Regions from separate parts of the Danio rerio genome. Here region 1 is linked to region 2. Evidence: chromatin contacts called from public Micro-C data. All regions are on one chromosome and are shown on one strand. The core of a region is the stretch at or near the end of the contact, and the rest is flanking DNA. Distances in the headings are between cores, read along the strand shown.

Region 1 (5,241 bases), core at 2,443-4,942, 270 kb before region 2:
TAATGTTTAAAAAGATAATTGATTTGTATTTCAGGGCTAAAATGTGATTCTCTTAATGTTATTATCAAATGAATAGTGAATAAAATACAAACAGGATACATTCTAACATATGAGGTAAAAACAACTAAATGTAAAGCTGCATTACCCTTTTTTTGATGGTTAAAATACTTTTCGTTAGACTAACATATGATAAGAACATGGGTCAGCATAAATGAGTACACCCCTCACAGATCTCTCCTTTAAACTAATATTTTCTATAGGGCGCTTTATAATAGTATATTTGTGCCTATAAATTAGATTAGTCAGTACCAAAGCCAAATCTGGAACTAATTTAACAAAATATCTCAAAATCACAGTAAAAAATTTAGTACATCCAAGTTAATATGTTAAAAAAAAAAATTTAAGAGACACAATAAAAATATTAAATTTATTAGAAATTTTGTAGATTGTTTTTTTTTTTGCACAATATTTAGTTTTTCAATTCCTCAAGATGTTAAGTGACCAAACTCTTACTTTGATGAATATACTTGTTTATTAAAACTGCTTTGTTCAAACGCACCAAAATATATTCTCTATATTCACTAAGGAATGGATAAAAATATTAATTTCAAAACGGGGTATACTCATTTGTGCTGTGCACTCGTTCTATGTACAGTTTTATGCAAAAGTTTGGGCACCCTTTATCATTTTCATAATTGCAATCCATAGCCAGCTGGCTGTTCTATTCAGCCATTTCATTTGGATATATTTTATACCCTTGGGGGGGGAGAAACAACATTTTCAGCTCTGACATATCATTTATTTAATCAACAGATGCAATGCAATTGAAGTCTTAACAAAAACAGACAGGTGCAAAAATTTGGGCACCCCAAAAGAATAATGACATCAATTTATTGTATAGCCACCTTATGCTGAAATAACAGCCTGTACACAGTTCATAGCCAAGCATAAGTCTCTGAATTATTGCAGAAGGCATTTTGGACCATTCTTTCATGTAAAAATTTCCAATTCAGACATGTTTGATGGGTGCCGAGCATGAACAGCCCTTTTCAAATCAATCCATGGATTTTCAATTAAGTTCAAGTCTGGGGACTGGGATGGCCATTCTAGAACATTGTATTGTGTCTGAGGATGAAATCCTTGGTAGATCTGGAACTGTGCTTTGGGTCATTGTCCTGCTGAAACATCCAACCCTGGAGTAACTTCAGTCTCTTGAATAATTCCTAAACATCGTGCTTCAGAATCTGCTTATAATGGGTGGAATTCCTGCAACCTTAAACTCTGACAAGTTTTCGAGGACCTGTGCTTACCACACATCCGCACAGCATGATGGAACCTCCACCATGTTTTACAGTAGGGAGCAAGTTCTTTTCCTGGAATGCTGTTTTCTTTTTCCGCCATGCAAAGCGCCTATGGTTGTGGTATCTGTCCATAATGAATTTATTCTAGATGAGCCTTTGCATACCTCAAACGACTCTTCTTGCTAGCAAAATGCAGAAAAATCGTCTTCTGCATCACCTTCCATTAAGCTGTACTTTGAGAAGAATTTGCTGGATCGAGACACAATCTACAATGACATTATTAGCAGCAAGATGTTCCTGAAGCTTTTTGTCTGTGGACTGTCTGTGACCATTCAAACCATTCCTCGCCTCTAGCACATCTTTTCTCACAAGAACTGCTCCTGTGGCCTTCTATTTTCTTACTTTATTTCTGACTGTGGAGATTTTAAACCTTTGTGATAGCTTTTTGCATTATTCTCCTAATTCATGTTGATGACCTATCCTAGTTTTTAGGTCATTTGGAAGTTCTTTTGAGGTTTCTATGTTGCTATTTTTTGTTTCACAATAAGGAAAAGCACAACTAGCAATCAGCTATTTCAATATCCTTTTTCATGATTGGTCGCACTTGTGTCAGGATTGTTAAGGTTCACTAAGTCACAAATCAAGTTTGTGTTGTAATCAATCAGCACTAGATTACTACAGGTTTTGAAATCCACACAAAAGTGAGGGTGCCCAAACTTCTGCATAGCCTATTTTTCAGTTTCAACTTAATTTCAAACATCTCAATAATGCTAAACTACATATTTCTATCTGAAAAACATGAAATTATCTAGCTTTTTCTCAAAACTGAATGGCCTTTCACTGTGCTCTTCTGCTATACAAAAAAAGAGCACAAAACTAAGCAGCCACAGAGGGGTGCCCAAATTTTTGCATAAAACTGTACATATATTATCCAGTGAGAGTAGTATAGCGCATTTATGTCCTTACCAATCGTTCATACGGAATGGGATGTCCGTTTTGGTCAACTATAACAAAGTTATCCAATCGTGGTAGAATAGAGGGCTTCTGATTGGCCGTCCCAGATACATCAGGGGCTGGAATGACTAAGGAAAGCTCTGGTGCATGTGCAGTTTCTTCAGCGTTTAGGATTGTGTCAGGTTCCTAAGATACAAAATAACAAAAAATATATCTTATAATAATATAAAATAATAAATATAATTAACAAAACCCAATTCATTTTTTTGTCTTTGTATAAATGAGTTTTACTCTTACTGATTTAATGATGAATGTTAAGTTATATTTTTAAACAGCATTATTCTGTCCTTAATTTACATTCCATTACAGTTCACTGCGAATCATTTTACTTCAAATGAGCCAAAATAGGTTCCAGATATGCCTCTCGTAAATTTTAAAATGATCATTTGTGCTTTATACATGCTTGTGTTCAACATATTGAAACAGAAATTATTATAATTACAATTATTCATAATCGTAGTTATAATAACTGTTGTAAAAGTAAACTTTGTGCAAAAATGGAATTTATTTCTTAAAGCATTTGGGCGTTTGTGAGGCTTTCTTGCTCGTGTTTGTTTAACAATGTTCTGTACTGAAGAGTGAGTTACTAAAAAAAAAAATAGTTTTGTACACCATTTTTGCTACCTCTTTCTTTACCATTTCTGCTTGTGTTTCTGCAGGCTGTGCATCTTCTCCTTCAGACTTAAGAACATCCTCCACATCTCTCTCTTCCTCCTCCATTTATTCTCTAATCAGACACACGGCTGTCTAAATCAACAACACACATCACAAATAAGCAATAATTGTTCATTAATTTAACTGATTTATATAAATTGATTTTAGTGGTCGAAGCAAATGTGGTGGGGGTGAAACTGCTTATAGTTGATATAGAAACATATCCACAATAGCACATGTAACGTTAACGTTAAGTCGAGTGTAGATTTCAGAATTCAGGTCAAATGTTTTGAATAAACAAACAATAACCGGTGACTACCAACTACTCAACAATATCCAGTTCAGTGTAACTCTTAACTCATTTTAGACACAATGTTATAGTCTATGGTCCAAGTGAAGTATTATAGTTTAGATTTTCAGACAGCGCTTCAAAATTGTGACAAACTAATATCGTTAAATATAAACGCCATGTTGGATCTATGCTCGCTAGCGGAGCAGTTTCATAACGACACACAGCAAGTAAAAGAAAGAAAACAGGCTGATCTCGAGCGACAGACTGATTTTAAATAACTTTTTCCGAGTCAGCTCGCTGTGGAAGTTCTTCCCAGTGCACAGGATGCCGTGGAGCCCGGGCTTTATATACAGGAAGGAGGAAAAATTGAAAACGAGTCTACTCAACCTCGTCTTCGTCCAGGATTCCTCTCGTCGTAAAACGCGTAAGCTGTGCGTCATCATCCGCATGGGGTTTAAGTCTTCTCGGCTTCCGTAGGACAAGCGCTCTCTTTCGCTTTGCACAGAACGTAACGTAATGAAACTTTTCATTCACAAACAAAAATTCGCAAATAATTACCCATCATTTGCTCATTTTAGAATATAATTTAACTCCCTCCTAAAATCACTTCATCTTATTAAGAATAAAAAAATCTAAGATTCCTGAAATATTGTGCAGATGTATTTAAAGTAGATTCTCGAATTTAGTTGCTTTCCTTATGGTAATTTGTTTAAGTGTCATTGTAATTTCATTCACTCGTTTAATTTTGTTTGTTTAATTTAGTAATTTTAATATTATTATTTTATTATTATTAATAATATTAGCTATAATTATATTAATATTTTTCTCTTTCTGTCGAATGGTATTATTTGTACGTGATTACATATTTTTCGTATGACTATGTAAATTATTGACCTTTTAAAGATCTGTCTGTGATCCCTTGGACTTTGTTATGATGTTTGAGGCAGTATATGTTTTCTATCCGTGTGGGATGATAATGAAAAATACATGGAAATAAGTAATAATAAATACGTTTCAGCTAGATTATTACTTATTAGCTATAGAGATGCTATCCTTGTAATAGTAAACTTAGTAAATATGCTCGATATTGAAATGTACTTTTTGTGACTTGGAAACAATGGTTCATCTTTTTTGTGAATGTACTTGCACTGCACCTATCTCTCAGAAAAGATATATGTTGAAATTTGTTTAAATACATTTGACTATTTTTTTATATTCAATTCTAAACCTTGCATTTAGTACATTGTTAATGTAAGGTTTTTTCACAGGTGTCAATTAAAAAAAAATCTCATACTGGCAATTTTTATTTTTTTATTATTATTTTTTTTGACTACACGCCATTTTATCTTTAATAGGCATGAAAAACTTTAAAAGTCAAAAATAGCTTTCAGAGTATAACCTTGTTTAATTTTCCCTCTTGTATTTGTCTTAGTTTTTTATTATTTATTTTATTTTATTTATATTTTTTACAGTTTATTTCCTCTGAAATGTAATATACATATTGTGTATTTTTTCTAATGATCCAAGTTTCAAAGTTCATGCAATCCTTCATTGTTAACTGTTTTTGAGATCAATAAAAACATATTAGCTAAGCCATATTAACTAGGCTTGTAGTGAACTATAAACTGTAATAAATTTTAGTTTTTACTACATTAGCCTATTGTAGAACGTTTGTTTACATTAGTTGTTGTATTACCTCAGCAACTATAGAATTACCTCAACAGAATAATTCAAGTACTTTCAAAATCATTTTAGCGTATTCAATAAATTCATAATAGGCCATAAATATGTTTTTCATGAAGGAAAAGTATGGACATCATCTAACCGGCAAGGGGCGCTATCGCTAAACAAAAAAAATCCACCCGTTCTTGCATCTCTCAAAAAATCACCTCAAATCCTCCATTTTATTACTTAAATAGCAGCTCTCGAATGTTAATGACAGGCCCATCGTCTGTCAGCATTCCTCTAGAAACCAAAAGC
Region 2 (5,059 bases), core at 2,030-4,529:
TAATTTCTTAAGGAGTAAAACATTATAAACAGCTTTAAAGAAATGGTGCACAACTGACAATGATATGCGTGATATGCTTCTCCTTCCATCTGCAGCCTAGTCTATTGTACAAGGCAGAGACTGTTATCTCATCGAGGTCAAGGCTTTAACCAAAATACGTTCCCAACTATCAGCGGTGCCGTTGGGTCACATGAAACACAAACTACTACACTCAAAAATTATTTTCAAACTGCTAATTTAAAACAAGCTAAAATAACACAACTTATGAGATCTTTTAGGGGGGCAACTTAATTGGTTTATCTACAATCCACTTTAATTTGTTAAGTTAACTTAATTGATTTATGTTGGCACAAAATGAATGTTTTTTTTTACAGGTTACCCCACAAAACGCATGTGTGTAATTGCTGCTTAATTAATACAAACACTTGAATTGAAATTAATTCTTGCAAACATCTTGGGGAAATATGTCCATCCATCACATTCCAGAGGTAGGGACTTTTCAGGGGACTTAAAACAATCGATGGTACAAGATCACATGCTTGTGATGTGATGACTAACTGCATATCCATAACAACAGGGTAAACAGGCTCTAATGGCTGTGGCTGACACACAGCATGGTCAATCTGATATATATAAAAGCAAGAGAGAAAAAACAGACATCAAAACACCCTCTCTGAATGTTCCCCAGTCTGTGTGTGATTTATGCTCAGCCTTGTTTTGAACCTTGTGCACTCCTTATAGCTGCCAACATTTAAATAAAAAAAATGTAAAAGCAAAGTCTATTTTGTAATTTTGCATTCTGAAACCAACCAACTGAAACCAAAAAAAAACTAAATGTTTCTTTACAAATATGCCAAGAAGCACCTGCTTCTGTACATAATGACCAATGCAAAGTCAAATATTGTTAGTTTAAATTAACTAAAACTAAAATAATTTAACTTGCATCCACATATCAAACCACAGATGATGGAAATGACTGGAATTAATCATGTCTGGATTAATAAACCAGAATACATTTCGTCAATTCATTTGTTGCATTCAAATACAAACCACCAAAACACAAAAAATATCAAGTAAATATCAAAATTATTAGGACATCATGTGCCATAACAGTGGTATAATAAGGTAATAACATCTGACACCATCACTGAACTAAAGAACCAATGATAAGATCTACTTCAACAGTTTTGGGGAAATGCAGACTCCCACAGTACTAAAGTAAAGACTGCACACACTAATTAAAGGGATAGTTCACCCTAAAATGGAAATTTCTGTAAATGTACTCACCCTCAAGCCATCCAAGGCTTCAACTTTCAACTTTTTGGGCTTTTTAGATTAAACTGTGATCCTTTTGGTTAAATAATGCAAGTCAACAGCTACCAGCACTTCAGAAATTGTTATCAAAACGAATAACAGTGGCTCCTGACAATACAACTGATTGGTCTGTCCAAGAAACAGAATGCTAATTACAATATTATTGTCTTTAATCCACAGCCTCAAAAACCATCTTGAGCACGTTCACAACAGCGAGGAGTGTGTGAGCTAATGATGTTTGACAGGAAGCTCATGCTACAGACTGTCGTAAAAATGCACTCAAGGCCAGTCAGTTAAAAATCCTCTTTAATGTTCTACTGAAGAAACGTCCTTTATATCTCAGATGGCATGAGGTTGAGTAAATTAGCAGCAAATGTTATTTTGTTGTTGTTGTTGTTGTTTGAACCAAGCCATCACAAAACCTGAAATGTAATAACAGAACTTGACCAAGTATGCAGAAATACTGTGCAGTGACAGCCTAGTTGTATCTTTCTTCCCAAGACTGAGGTCAAGTTGTTTTTATATTCAAACATTCAGACTTTCTGCTTCATAATATAATTTCAGAAAAGTATTCTTTGCAAATTGTGAAATCATATGAGCAGACAATGAATGTCTACGTACAACACAGTCAAATAAATAGTGCTAATGCTTTGACTTACATGTGATTTCAGGCTAAATATTCAAAAACTATGGTAAACAATATAGGGAGCAAGTGACAAGCTGTCACTGAACTAATGTACCAATGTAAAACCAACTTTACCTCAATCTTTCCAAGTACCACTAATAAAAGCATCTACTTGTGTAGTAAACAACTCCAAAGTAAATACACTTTGGTTTAACAGGACTAACATAAAGAGGACACCCTTTAAGACATTGCAGGACTAACACAGAAAAGCAATACGAAGCAAATCCCATTCATATTTGTGCTGCAAAACGTTTCAGTTCACTTTGCATTACAGTGTGCATGCCGCAGCGCTGAGGGATACCAACGAACAACTCACACTTAAGCCCAAAATAATGTAACATGCACTCTGTAATGTGGATACACACAGCACTTAAATAGTTCAAATGTAGATCTGGGGTATATTTACCGGCCACAGCACTGAGCAGAAGCAGTGAGCAGAGCCCGAGTGACAGTACTGATGTCCGGTTTAGGATCCGCACTCTCATCCTGCTGCCGCTTCTGGATGGATTCAGCTCCAAAAAAAAGTTCCAGTAACTAGATTTTCTGTTCCCCCTTTCTTCTTTCTATCGACCGAAGTTCAAGCTCATGTGCACGGAGCAAACAATCCGAAATGACTAACGTTAGTGCAGATGAAGATTTGGAGGCAGCGCATGATTTTAGATGCCTTTGGTTTCGATAAACAGCTTATAAACGCATTTTCTCCATGCTGGTTGGGAGTTTGAGCGATTATACTTCATTTAATATGTATAATACACTTCCTCGCATATCTTAAAATAAAACTAAAGGTCTCAAAACCTGCTGTGTGGCGTCTCTCGGTTGTCGTCTGTGTTTATAAACAAGATTTAGTTTCGATGTAATATTTGGTTCTGGTCCAGATGCTCGAGCTCAGGATCTCAATATGGGTCAGGTTTCTTGGTGTCAGTCCGCTTCAGTCGATGTTTAGCTTCACGAGCTGACGACATGTCCGACATTTCCCGACTGTGCCCGGTTTTATTCCTGCATTATCCCTTAAATGATGTCTCTGAAATGAAGTAAACCTGCGGCAGAAGGCGTCGAGCTCAAGCGGCCGAACAGGAGCGACATTGAGTCCGATCCAAAGCGACGGAGGCCTGTAATGAACAACGCGGCGACTGTCGGTAGACTGTGTGATGGTCGTTAAACTGATTGCCGGTCGGTCAGGGTCTGTTCGGTTAAATAAGCGCTTTTCTCCCCGTTGTGGTTGATTATCGCCCCGCGGATCGTGTCGAGCTCCCGCGGCCGCTCTCGGTAACTTCAGCTCCGCCTAGAGCAGACAGATGAAGGGCAGTCAGTCCTCCTCCTCCACCCCCACCTCCCTCTCTCTCTCTCTCTCTCTCTCTCTCTCCCTCTCTCTCTTCCAATCCAATTCGATTTTAAGTTGTCTGTCATGCTTTCTTTTTCCACCCCAACCTTACAAATCCACCATAATCACAATATTTTAGCCAAAACATGCTACACTTATGATTACTATAGCTGGGTAATTGGTTTCACACAAACCTAAACTGTTTAGACAAATCCCATGGTATTATTGTAATCTAAATAGCCTGTCTCCTACTTGTACTTTTTATATAGGTCTAATAATATGTTCCTGTACATAACAATGTAACGGTCAAAACTCTTACGACCAGCAGCACACATTTGAAGTGTTCAAACAGGCTGAAAAAATACATATTTATTCATATTTAACCTTAATATCGCAAGCTAATTTTCGCATTAGGACAAAAACAATGAATAATTATTGACAGTATTGCTGCTTTCACAATATTGTGCATCACAAGTGAAAATCAAGTGAAAATTTGTGTCTGTGTGTGCTGGTTTACAATTTTTTTTTATAATTACATGTGTATGACCTACACAGCAAGTAGCCTGTTACAATATTGAGAATGTTTTATGAGGACATGTCATGTGTCCTCGTAATTCAAAACAAAAAAAAATTAAAAATCAGGTTTGCCGTGAAGGTTGAGTTTAGGGTAATAAAATGGCAGTTTTAAAAGTATAAAATACATTGGAGAGTCCTCATAAACCACCAAAAAAATGTGTGTGTGTGCACCCATCTAATGGATTTAAACATGTACAGTAGTCAAGACCCCTGATAGCACATATTGCAGAGATGTCTGTTTGGTGTTTGTGTTTACATCTGGAAGATACATATGTACTCTTAGCACTGGGTTGCAGCTGGAAGGGCATCCGGCACATAAAACATATGCCAGAGCAATTGGCGGTTCATTTTGCTGTGGCAACCCTTGATAAATCACCAGAGACTAAGCTAAAGGAAAGTGAATGAGACATATTTGTTAGTGTTTGTTCATCTACACAAGTCAATTTTCAGATGTCTTTAAGATGTTTAAAAATGTAGAATGTTCTTTTAGCAGACCTACTTCAGACCTTTTTTCAGACTAGACAATTTTTAAATTACGTCTTGCAGACATGCTGAATATACATAAAGTTATGCTGAATTTCAAAACAAGCACCAAAATGGGGATGAAATGTGTTTCAAGTATAGTGAAGAGTTTATGTAAGATGGGCTGGACTGAGTATTTCAGAAACTGCTCAATTACTTCACTTGTAATGCACAATATCTCAATATTGTAAATAATTTTTTAAAAATGTCATTGTTTTCCACCTAATCAGAAAATTGGATTGCTATACTAAAGCTGATAAATTATTATGGATTATTTTAGCTTGTTTAAACGCTTGTTAAGAATGTGCTGGCTACGAGGGGTTTGATTGGCGGTGCCTTCCACATTTTAATATATGCTTTAGCAGAGTTAGATGTCAGCAGTTAGTTTTGGGCTTTCCATTGTGGGACACAGAAATGACTTTACAATTGCAATTTGAAAATGATTTATGAAAAACAAAGATCTAAATGTTTCCTTGCAGTTTTGCCTTTGTTTTAGTAATCAGAGTTAAAATACCATGCATTTACTGTATTCATCAGTCTAAAGCAGGGGTTACCAATATGTTCCTGGAGGTCTGGTGCCCTGCAGGGTTTAGCTCTAACTTGCCTCAACACACCTGCCTGGGTGTTTCAAGTATACCTAG

The links. Hi-C and Micro-C count contacts between places; a contact is called where the count stands out from the background.
Region 1: a Micro-C map of caudal fin shows a contact between it and region 2, with 5 times the contacts expected there. The contact joins the promoter of carf here to the promoter of bmpr2b in region 2. A contact is called at or near these places in 4 of 18 Hi-C or Micro-C datasets (caudal fin, embryo, hematopoietic stem cells and 1 more) and 2 of 4 datasets of contacts at active chromatin or transcription factors (caudal fin and embryo).

Annotation. Positions count from the first base shown.
Region 1 is chr9:13,374,258-13,379,498 of GRCz12tu, reverse strand. It overlaps carf (calcium responsive transcription factor), which reads right to left and starts at 3,692. Exons shown (of 14, transcript XR_012385213.1): 1 at 3,541-3,692; 2 at 2,952-3,062; 3 at 2,268-2,441.
Region 2 is chr9:13,103,627-13,108,685 of GRCz12tu, reverse strand. bmpr2b (bone morphogenetic protein receptor, type II b (serine/threonine kinase)) reads right to left here and starts at 3,279. Exons shown (of 13, transcript NM_001039807.1): 1 at 2,406-3,279. The coding sequence starts at 2,484.